Regions from separate parts of the Zea mays genome. Here regions 2 and 3 are each linked to region 1. A link is a contact called in public Hi-C data. All regions are on one chromosome and are shown on one strand. The core of a region is the stretch at or near the end of the contact, and the rest is flanking DNA. Distances in the headings are between cores, read along the strand shown. Region 1 holds the start of LOC100191915. Region 2 holds the start of LOC100281276 (ATP-dependent protease Clp ATPase subunit). Region 3 overlaps LOC100384390.

Region 1 (3,661 bases), core at 84-2,583:
ATTGTTCATAGTTAGAACAGGGAAGCAACACTATTTAGTATTATTCAAATTTGTCTTCATTGTTCTGCTAGATGAAGATGATGTGCTGCATACAAAATTCTTTTTTGTGATCCCTATCGTGATAATTTGGATTTGATGGCTGTACTTGTAACTCAAGTGTGTTCAAGGGACTGGTCAATTGGATATGGGTTGGCCTATCTTTTTTAAAGTCTCTTTATGGCTACTGTTTGTCCACCAGTGCCAGGATGTGAAATATGGGAAGCGTGTGCACATTCTTCCAATTGATGGTACAGTTCAAGGCATTACAGGGAACCTATTTGATGCCTTCTTGAAACGTAAGTTTCTGATCTTGTGAATTTCTTAGTTGATCTAGGTTTTTTTGGGCATCAGCATGGCTCCATGGCGCTTATTTCTCATGTTACTTCAACTGAAGTAGCTCCCTTTTCTTTTGTTGTCAATGGTTTACTGAGTTCTGATCAAGGAGGAGTCTGCCATTTATACTACCTAATTAATATGCTTGTATATTGTTTCTGCCATTTCATGTAGACCTTGCAGCTGTTTTGTCATAATAACACCCCTTATGGAACTGTGCAACATACTTCCTAGAAGCATACAGGCCCGTGAGGAAAGGAGACCTTTTCCTTGTCATGGGTGGAATGAGAAGCGTGGAATTCAAAGTGATAGAGACTGACCCTTATGAATATTGTATCGTTGCCCCAGATACTGAAATATTTTGTGATGGGGAGCCTATTAAGAGAGAGGATGAGGAGCGTCTTGATGAAGTTGGTTATTATGATGTTGGTGGAGTTAGAAAGCAAATGACCCAAATCAGAGAGCTTGTTGAGCTTCCACTACGTCATCCTCAGCTTTTCAAATCTATTGGTGTGAAGCCACCAAAGGGCATATTGCTATATGGGCCACCTGGTTCTGGAAAGACTCTTATTGCTCGTGCTGTTGCAAACGAGACTGGAGCCTTTTTCTTTCTAATCAATGGTCCAGAGATAACAAAATTTATATGTATAGCTAGGATCACCAATAGATTATAAAATCTTTTCTCATAACAATATAACACATTTATATATAAGTTATCATGATATTATATGTTCTCGTTGCAACGCACGGGCACTAACCTAGTTAAACATAAATTTAGATAAAGTCAACGCCTCACAATACGACCCAATCAACCCAATCACCCAATCACAAGGGGACAGTTCCCACCCACATCAACGCATGCATCTTGTGCGCGGATAAAATAAAAAAATATATATATCTATAAGGGCCCGGTCCGGGCCGGCTCGGTCCCGTTTGCTTCCCAGTTCCCACCCCGTGGTGCCAAGCTCGCGGAGCCGGCGACGCAGCAAGGGATACGGTACCCTCCCGTCCACGCGACGACAGGACAGACACCCACCCCATCACCGGAAGCACCGCCAAAGCCCAAAGCCGGCCAATTCCGACGCCATGGCCGACGTCGACGACGACGCTGTCCTCTCCGACGTCGACGAGGACCCACTCCCGCCCCCCTCCACCTCTTCCGCCTCTTCCCACAAATCCCTTCCACAAGCTCAACCCCAATCACAGTCCGATGCCCAGGCGCAGCAGCAGCGGCTGCTGGACCTGGCCGCGGAGCTCGAGGAGGAGCGCCGCCTCCGCCGCGCAGCCGAGGCCTCCCTCGCAGAGGCCGAGCCCCGCGTCGCCCGCTTCAAGGCCTTCGCGCAGGAAGCGCTCCGCAAGCGCGACGACCTCACCGCCCAAGCCGCGGCCTCCGCGCGGTCCCTCGCCGCGCTCCAGGCCGAGGCCGCCACCGCCTCCTCCATGCTCTCCTCTGGCTTCGAGAGGATCTCCGCCAAGGCCTCCCCTTCCTCGCCCCCCGCACCGCTCCCGACCTCCCAGAAGTACTCCTCCGGCCTCCCGGCCCTCGCGTACGGCGTTCTCAAGCGCGCCAACGATATCGTCGACGAACTCCTCGCCCAGATCGACGCCGCTAACCGCGACCGCGATCGCGCGCGGGAGCAGATGGAACACCGCAACTACCAGATCGCCATCGAGGTCTCTGAGCTTGAGGCATCGCTCGCATCCAGGTCTGCCGAGGGCGAATCCCTCTCCAAGTCCCTCTCCCAGCGTGAAGCCGAGATCTCCGAGCTCCGTGATAAAATCACCTCTCTCGAGGGGAAGCTCGCCGCGCAGAGGCCCGTGCTCGCGGAACAGATCGGGTGCACCTCGAAGCTGTATCACGAGATGCGGGAGGTGGTCAAGCTGGTCGATGCCGAAGCTGTCAGTGCCCTATCGGACTCGGTTTTTGTCTGGAAGGAGACTGACGTCGAGGAGAGCCTCAAGGTGTCTCTGGAAGGGACGAAATTGGCCTATGAGCTTGCGGCAATAGCTCTGGAGAAGGTTGGGGCTTGTATCGATGACAAGGAGAGCAAGCTTAGACGTTTGGAGAACATGGTGGATGGACTGATTAAAGAGAAGGAGCACATTAGTGTACTGCTCCGGAACGCACTGCAGGCCACCACAAGTGAGGTGTTAAAGGTTGCAGAGGATGGTCTGAGAGAAGCTGGCATTGAGATTGGACTTAACGAGCGAAAGGAGCACATGCTAGGGAGTGTGGAGAAGGACGAGGTTTATACCCTGGTAAGTTCAATTGATGTTACCATACATGGAATTGACAGTTCCTGAACCTGTATAGTGCCTGAGTTGTTTGTTGTGCAATCAACATTACAGGCAGGGGCTCTTGAGAATACCATGAAGGAGTCTCAGGTCAAAATTATTGAGCTCCAACATCTTGTCGAAGCACTAAGGTACTTACTGTGACAGATGAGTTTTGATTCTATGATTTGTGAAATGTGATGTTCATATCTTGCATAACCAAGTTTCTTCAGATCAGACCTAGTTGTAGGGGTTAGAGAAATCCCCTGTTTCAAGGTCTTGTTTTCTCTGCCTGTTGAACATATAATCACTTAATGAACTTGGAAGCGTGTTTATCTAGGTTGTGTAAACTGATCATATGGTTTTCTAGGACATTTGTATTGAGCTTCTTTGCAGCAAAAGAAAAACATTTGGAATTGGTGTGTTGCTATTTCATGTTGTGGATATTTTGAACCATCGTAAATTGCTTCGTGCTTCTGATCATCTATATGATTTGCTGGATTTAAGGGCGGAGTCTGGTTTACTTAGAACAAGGCTAGAAGGGCAAGAGAAGGAGATTGGTCAGCTAAGAAAGCAAATAAAAAATCTTGAAGAGAAGGAGAAGGTGGCAAATGAAAGCGTAATTTTCTTCCTCATGTCTTGTTTGATGTCTCAAGTACACCACTTATATCTCTTTAAGATTATGATCAATTATCAATTGGTAACTGCATTTTGATGCACTTGTTTCAGGTTGAGGGTCTGATGATGGACGTGACAGCTGCTGAAGAGGAGATTAAACGGTGGAAGATGGCAGCAGAGGAGGAAGCTGAAGCTGGTAGATCAATTGAACAAGAGTTCCAAATTCAGGTGTTTTAATACAAACATATTCCATATAGTTCTTATTCTCTATGCTTTCATTGTCATTTTTGCGTTTTCTTGGGCGGATGGGTTTGCTCTTAGAATCTAGTGATTCTATGATTTTTTCACTTGTTGCGGATGCTTGCATAGGCAAGACCTACGGCCGCTGGCCCAGGCC
Region 2 (3,980 bases), core at 147-2,646, 150 kb before region 1:
CCCAATTTGTGGTATTGTGACCACCTCGTCATTTGATATCTTCAACTTGGGTGCCTCTAAAATGTATCTAAGCTCAGCTGCCTGGCGCCTGATGTTGATCATGGGGTGGCTACTCTCCAACTCTTTGTACAATGCAATGCAATCCTTGTGCCTCCTATTGGCTTCATATGCCATTGCAAGCCAAATTTGGATCTAGAAGAAGATACACGCTATATATCACAAAGATGTCTACAGGATTTTAGCCATAGACTACATCACAAAGATACCTACAGAATTCAACTCACTCAAAAGACATTATTTGGCATGAAAACTACTGAAATCTCAACTGCAGAGATACTACCTCGCCACCGAGTAGAGAGGAGGGACGTATGATAGTGAGCGCAGCCTCCAAGAATTCAATTGATCGTCCATACATTCCTTTCCCGTACGCCTTTTGACCCAACTCAAACATTTGCTTCGCCGTCTCCCTCCTCTCCGCTTGCTCCTTCGCTACCTGCAAAGCTCGCGCAACAAAATGATTTTGTCTCACTCTACCCTCACCCTCCTGCAAACAGCGCTAAAACTAGAACCAGGTGCATGTGCGTCACAAATGGTAGAGAACATGTGGAACTTGAAGGAGGAGGAGTGTGTAGTAGTGGTATTTGTGTTTGGTGAGGAAGAATTGGCGTGTGAAGTGAATGACTAGTGAGTGTGTGAAGGAAGGCGAGCTCTGGTTACTAAAGGTTAAGGGTAGGAGTAGGACCTTCTGGAGCTCGCGGCGGACACGCTCGCGCTTCTCCTCCTCCGACTCCTCGGGGGCCTCGGCGGCGGCCTGGCTTTGCAGCTGCTCGGCGGTGCGCTCCAACTCCTCCATCTCCTCGGCCTCCTTCAGTCGGCGATTCAGCTCCGCTTCCCACTCCCTCTGCGCCTCATCCTCGGACAGCTCCCCGGGCTCGTCACTGCCGCTCGAGGCGGAGGCGGAGAACCTGGTCACGTGGCCACGGCGGTCGCGATTCTGTGAAACACAGGCGGCCACGCCGAGCCAGACCGAGGGGCGCAGGGGCTTGGAGGCCCAGTTGCGAAGGTAGAGGCGCGTCCTCCGGCGGCGTACGGCGAGGTGGGCCCCCAGGCCGGCGGCGTCGCCGAGGAGGACGCCGGCGCCCATCGCCGGAAAGAAGAGGCCAAGAGGGGGACAAGACAGCTCGATGAACAATCTCCTCTTATTTTCTGCATCAGCTAATTATATGTAGCCTCCCGCACTGCATTAGAGTCTGTGACATGTAGGTCCAGCCGCTGTAGATATTTTTTCGCGGGAGACAAGCGAAGAAAGAAATGGCACGTATTGCAGCAGGAGGATTGGTGGCGGGTGTGGCCGTCTCCGACCACTGGTCGCTGCTGCAAGGCGGACGTCCTCTTCCTCCTTCAGTCCAGCTAAAAGCATTGGCAATGGCAAACGCCGTGGCATATCAATCAGCACTAGCAAAGCCAACTGCTCCGATTACGACACGTGGAGAGCTTTAAGTGAACCGTTACTGAATCACCTGACAATGCAAATAGTTTACGTAATGAAATAATTGAACTAATAGTCCTCCGTCCACACGTGATTTAGTCGTTTTGGTTTTGTCTATCAATTTTGACCGATTATCATAACATTTTACAATATAAAAATAAAGTCATTGAATTCATCATGACTTTAGCCATAGTAATATATAATTCTTTTAGTTTAAAATAATTTAAATTTATATATATTGTTGTCAAAACTTAAATAGTCTGACTTAGAACAAACACAAAACAACTAATTCATGTAGACCTAGAAAGTAGTATTGATCAATCTATGTTACATGTACATACATATCGAAAGGTTGTCAAAACTGGCACCAAATAATTTGGGACACATTTTTTTCAAGTGGAACATCTTACTCATGCAGTCTATTAGTTGTTGTGCTTTAGGTTGTGTCCAGTAGTTACTGAATGCAGATATAGATATTGAGCATTTTCGTATCCTGGTGTAGCCTTCATTGCACGCGTATCCGTGGTCTTCTCTAGCAGCGTACGGATGCGAAGTCGCAAAGGGGAGAAGTCGGAGTGGAGTAACAGTTGCCTTCTGCCAATGGACCCAACCCACCTACCAGTGTGCGATGGTCGACGACAGCGAAGGGCTCTATGCGATAGCTCCGGTCCAAAGTTGTTGGCTCCTCCCCTCCATTGATCTATTATCGTCAATTCCTCATTTGGTTGTGGTAAGCTTCCCTCCCCACGTAACTGCCCCACCCTCCTCGCCCACCCCCTAACACTGTCGTCCCCACTAAGTCCTGGCGTCGACATGTGCAATGTGTGCTTTGGTCACCACAAATCATTTGTGCGTCGAGCAGCTCACTATAACACCCCGTCCACTCCCGGACCAACGGTACTTACTCCTCGCAGTCCTCTAGGATCATAGACTGTCCCCATAGACCAACACGAGTCTTTTGTGTGCACCTTGTCCTCACTCATGCGCACCCAAGAAAACTTCCTGGTCGGTCACCCATCCTGAAATTGCTCCAAGCCAAACACGCTTAACCTGAAGGTTCTTTCGAAACAGGCTTCCGAAAAAGAAGATGCACCTTGTTGATATGAGTACTCTATTAATTCTATTAAGCCTTGGGTCAGGATATCATAATCCACCCCCTTAGAAAACTGATGTCCACGTCGGTCAACCCCAAGCTAGGAACATCTCCTCTTGGCCACGTCTGTATGTCTAGTGTCGTCATATGACATGCCATGTGACCACTCCAGACCCACATGCTCCATGCGCCATATACTCGAACCCGTAGCCCACACACGTTCGTGAAACCGCGAGGGTTGGCTCCGATACCATTTGTAACACCCCGTCCACTCCCGGACCATCGGTACTTACTCCCGGTAGCCCTCTAAGATCATAGACTGTCCCTAAAGACCAACACAAGTCTTTTGTGTGCACTTTGTCCTCACTCATGCGCACCTGAGAAAACTTTTCGGTCGGTCACCCATCCTAAAATTGCTCTAAGCCAAGCACGCTTAACCTGGAGGTTCTTTCGAGACAGCCTTCCGAAAAAAAAGATGCACCTTGTTGATATGAGTACTCTATTAATTCTATTAAGCCTTGGGCCAAGATATCACACTCATGCACCTCTTGGTCAGGGCTTCTCGTTTTATCGCCTTGCAATGTTTGCACATTTCCTAGCGTCGGATCAAAACTTTTAGTGAAGTATATATTATATGTGCCATTAGTTAGGTTAATTTGAACTGATGCCTCAACCCTTGATGTTCCTCGCCTGGTTATTGTGTCTATGGAAACTTGACGTTTCCAACTTTGTAGGGTTGCGATGGTAACCAATAGGCAATGTGGCCTGCTCAGGTGAGCGCATCACATTTCATGCATTAGGAGTTCGTCATAGCTACGCCAATTGTTCAGTTAGCTCAAGAGAAAGATGTCGAAGAAGATGCACATTGTGGTTTTGTAATTAGCCGACAAACATTGCAACATGATCAGTTCGAAGGATACAGAAAGTTGATGTCAGATTACTTTGTTGATTAACCCTCTACAGTGATGAAATTTTTTATGTCCGTAAGCAATGTTTGTGTCTTTATTTCAGTGTTAGCACAATATATACAATTTTAGCGTGATTACAGTGATCTAGCCTTAATGTATGTTTCGTATGTGCAAGGCCATGTTTCTGTACATTTGCCACAACCTTGTGACAACAAATGTCTACTTTCAAATGATACCAAATGTTGTAGGCTTGCATGTTTTCACTTCTATCCAAAAGGTAATCACAACTATATGTATGCTTACTTACGGGGGTGCTGTGGACCGGCTAGATGAGTACCTTCACATGGGTCAAAACAAAATTCTAGAGACTATGGGTGAATTTACTAGGATCATTGTGGCTTTGTATGGCTCAATGTACATTAGGATTCCAAATTCTCAAGATATTATTGTTTTGTTGGCAAAGGTGAATGAGAGAGGATTTATCGGTATG
Region 3 (3,772 bases), core at 1,103-3,602, 210 kb before region 1:
GGGAGATGAGGGAAATATTGGTGACCACAAAAAAGGAGAGGCATTGGGGAACTGCTGAGTAAGAAAAAAGCATAGTTGTCCCCAGACAGTTTTATGGGGATAGAGGGAGGTATTGGGAAATGCTGGAGATGCTCTTAACTCCTGAATAATTAAGTTGAAATCTCATTTTGTTGTTTCCTTTAGGTTTGTTGAGCCATGGACTGAGCATGCCACAAAGAAATCCTACTGCCTGTTTCATCCATATTCACCTGCACAACTGTTGCCCGTGAAGTTGGACCCTAATGAAGGAACTTTACACATTTTAGTTCGTGCAAATCTAAAGGAAGACCCAAAGGTGACCGGATCTGCACATGCTCTTTTTGTCAAAGGGTTTTACATAAAAGAACCTGGGAAAGTAGGTGCCTTCTCCCTCTCCCTTGCTCGTTGCTCATTGCATGAAGCCTTTTTATTCACTCTAACTACAAAGTGTCTACTCATGCAGTTAAATCTGACTCCAAGTTGCAATCATAGTGTCATTACTATCGATGGAAATACTGGTATGAGAAAGATAATTGTTTGTGTGAACTTGGACCCTTGTATTAGGCTTGTGCTTTAACTGATAGTCAAGTTATTGTTTATGCTGTTCTAGATATTGAGTTGTTCTGGAATGCTAAAGATTTACTCAGAGTCAGTCGTGTTGACACAAATGAGAACAATGGTGTTCTTAGTCGAGTTGTTTACCGGGTGAGTCACAACTGACAATGCAGCATTTTCTTTGGTTTCATTTCTTTTTTATCAATATTTAATGCTGGCAACCTGGGACTTTACTTTTGTAGGTTGAAGCGCTAAAAAGGCTATCGTTCTCTGACAAGGTTACTATCGTTCTTCCTGCCACTGGTATGCTATTTAATCTGCTTTGTTTAATACTTGTAGTAAGCTGATCACCTACAGTTAATATCTCTTGTTTGGTTCATCAAAATCCAAATCATTCATCATATGCAGTATATAATTCGTTTAATATCCCAGAGGTAATTGCAATACTGTGGAAGTTACTATTTGCGTATTACCCATGCACAGGTCAAACTGAAGAAGTTGAAGTCAGCTACGATACAGGAGAGGAGGCAGAGTCACCATCATCATGGGGCCTAACCACAACTGCTGTTATGCTCACATGCATCATTGTGACAATAGTCACTGTTGCACTTTTCATTAAGTTGCTGCAGAGACCTATCAGACAGGCACCATCAGGGAGCATGACAGCATCCACACCAGCACGAGCACCAGCAGCCGATCCCGCAGCCATGGCTGATCCTGCATCCCCGGCTAATGGTCAGTTCTCTCCTCGTACACCCCAGCCTTTCATGGAGTACGTGAGGAGGACCATTGATGACACACCGTACTATAAGCGTGATGCCAGGAGGCGATTCAACCCGCAGAACACCTACTGAGCATGCGTGGCAGCGTGTAGTGTGGACTGGTTGGTCTGTTGTAACGTTCCTGATTTAGGTCCGCAGTTGGTTTAGAACCACAGTTGTAGTTCTTGCACGAGTATGCCCTTGCTGTGAGAATGCTGTAAAATTTGTGGTTCTAGCAGCACGTGCGGTGAGGGGTGGACATCTATTTTGGTAGAAGCCTGTTGTTTGCCATTTTGCCAACAGGTATAGGACATCTGTTTTGTTAGAAGCATGTTGTTTGACATTTCGCCATAGATATAGGACATCAATTTTGTTAGAACCCTGTCGTTAATTCTTGGCATGTAATTTTAGGTCTGTACATTGGAGTACGGGACAACCAAACCCTTGGTTTAGACAACTGTTTTAGCTCAATTGCTGCAGATACTTGAGTTTTGTTGGCCTGATTTAGTTTATTTATTCTACAAGCAGTAGTGAGTGGTCACAGTCCTAGTTGTGGTAAATGTCCTGACATTGGGTGCTCGTACAAGATTTGCATTTGCATCGTATTAGGGGCAACGCGGGATAGGCTATTGCACAATTGGTTTTTTGGTTAGGCCGCATGATACTGTTGTATTATTTCTTCGTTGGTTGTGTGTATTGGACGATGGGTACATATAGTTTTATGTTTGGTTTGCACTACATATGAGACTAAACACAATATCAACAATGTCCTTTCATGGAACACAGTTCCAGCCATCTAATGTAATGGTGAGCTCATGTTGGTTCAGCCATTGAACACCCGGTTTGGAACGATGTGGATCGAGTCTGAAACCTCGCCTCCTGTGGATTGAGACCCATGCCGGGGTTCGAACCCCACGATGAGCTGATTGTCTTTGCTTGGAATGATTCCAACCCAAACCCGTGCCAGAGCCGGTAGAAGGGGCCAGATCTAGGTACGAGGCCTATCTCTTTTGTCTCATCCATTCTCTATATCCTATTTTCCTAGCTAGGTGTTGGGGTGTATGTGGCACGGGGAGAGGGCCATGCTCTTGCAGGCATAATGGTGGCGGCTTAAGGTCCTTTACAGTACCTTAGTTATGTATAATTGTACTACCTAAGTCTTTAAATAATAAAAGAAGAAAAAAGCATCTCCTCAAAGAGTTCTCAATATATTACTTTTCTAAATATGTTGAACTTGCCATGTCACTAGTTTGAGTATGATCACCTAAATTTTTTCCTTTTGTTTTCATCTCCCTTCCTCAACTCGGATCTCAAAATTGTGATCTGTTAGCGGTGCCGGATTCAACCTGGTGACCTGTCTTGGCCTTTTCATTTGCTGCCGCAATTGTTTATCGTTTATTCCTAGCCTATGCATGTGAAGATGTTGCATAGCTAATTATTTAATCTCTAGCTGACTAGCTGCCGCAATTGTGCATTACTGGTGGTCGACGTATGAGCTTTGTTAATCTATCTTTACCGCAGAGTGAGAAAAAGACAACAAAATTTTAAAAAATGTCGTCAGTTTTTTTTGTTTCAGGAGTGTGGGTGATTTAATTGTTGGGGACCTATCGAGATTCTTGAAAGAAACCTAATAGGGCAAAATGTCAAAGTTATATATCATTCTCCTCTTTGAATGGTTCATTGGGAGCACATAAAAATAAATGAAGCTTTACAACGAAGCGTTAGCATGGTGGGTCGTTGATGAGCCCAAGTGTAAAGTTATTTCTTATTACCCGAAGCAAGATTTTTTACTTAGCAGATACATGCATATCACACATCCTTTTATACATGGCAGTGAAAATATTCAACATCATACACATTAGTATAAATACAAACCCCACCGATGTACCTTTGTATGCTCTATCGGGAGAAGCTGCTACATGCGCTAGATTACAAATGCCAAATCTACTAGTGGTATTGTTTCCCTATTTATAGGGTTAGACCAGTATACATTTTTGCGTGAAGTTACGAGAATGTCCTTTATACTACACAATGGGTCTTCGAGACGAGAGATACAATTATATCTTTTTACAACAGAGGCATTTTGTATATGCTTTCTCTTCTTTCTAACCTCCTTATTCTATTTACTTTTTTTAGGGCAGCTTCACATGTTCTTGAAACACATTTCCTTCAATGATGTCTTCTAGCTTCGTTTGCCTCAAAGCTCTTACCATATGCTTGAGTTTTGAAAGTCGATTTAAACAATGGTTTTTGTTAACATGGACTTTGGCAAGAGACCTTCTCCCCAAACATAGCCACTCATACGATTAGTTTGTTTTCTATAACAAGCTCAAAATGTGAAACACAATTAGGAAGGCTCTATGTCGAAGATTCGAAAAGCACCTTTCTTCGAGTTTGTTATTGAAAATGGGTAACCATTAAATATGCTAGCTCTTAAG

Evidence for each region. Hi-C and Micro-C count contacts between places; a contact is called where the count stands out from the background.
Region 2: a Hi-C map of ear shows a contact between it and region 1, with 3 times the contacts expected there. The contact joins the promoter of LOC100281276 here to the promoter of LOC100191915 in region 1. A contact is called at or near these places in 6 of 25 Hi-C or Micro-C datasets (ear, leaf, leaf mesophyll and 1 more).
Region 3: a contact with region 1 is called in a Hi-C map of tassel, with 4 times the contacts expected there. The contact joins the enhancer-like site here to the promoter of LOC100191915 in region 1. A contact is called at or near these places in 5 of 25 Hi-C or Micro-C datasets (ear, endosperm, leaf and 1 more).

The regions. Positions count from the first base shown.
Region 1 is chr2:170,819,840-170,823,500 of Zm-B73-REFERENCE-NAM-5.0, forward strand. It overlaps LOC100191915, which reads left to right and starts at 1,334. Exons shown (of 5, transcript NM_001371775.1): 1 at 1,334-2,631; 2 at 2,722-2,798; 3 at 3,154-3,265; 4 at 3,376-3,492. The coding sequence starts at 1,459.
Region 2 is chr2:170,665,847-170,669,826 of Zm-B73-REFERENCE-NAM-5.0, forward strand. It overlaps LOC100281276 (ATP-dependent protease Clp ATPase subunit), which reads right to left and starts at 1,397. Exons shown (of 4, transcript NM_001154195.2): 1 at 743-1,397; 2 at 341-493; 3 at 1-192. The coding sequence starts at 1,144.
Region 3 is chr2:170,605,384-170,609,155 of Zm-B73-REFERENCE-NAM-5.0, forward strand. LOC100384390 reads left to right here. Exons shown (of 36, transcript NM_001349059.1): 32 at 184-394; 33 at 482-536; 34 at 629-723; 35 at 816-876; 36 at 1,057-1,883. The coding sequence ends at 1,427. Among protein-coding and RNA genes, the nearest start is that of LOC109944040, 46 kb to the left of the region's middle. Within about 2 kb of position 2,353, at least 14 of the 20 cell types and tissues checked have an H3K27ac peak or open chromatin away from gene starts, as enhancers often do. A contact at or near this core is called in ear, endosperm and tassel, where this site is marked.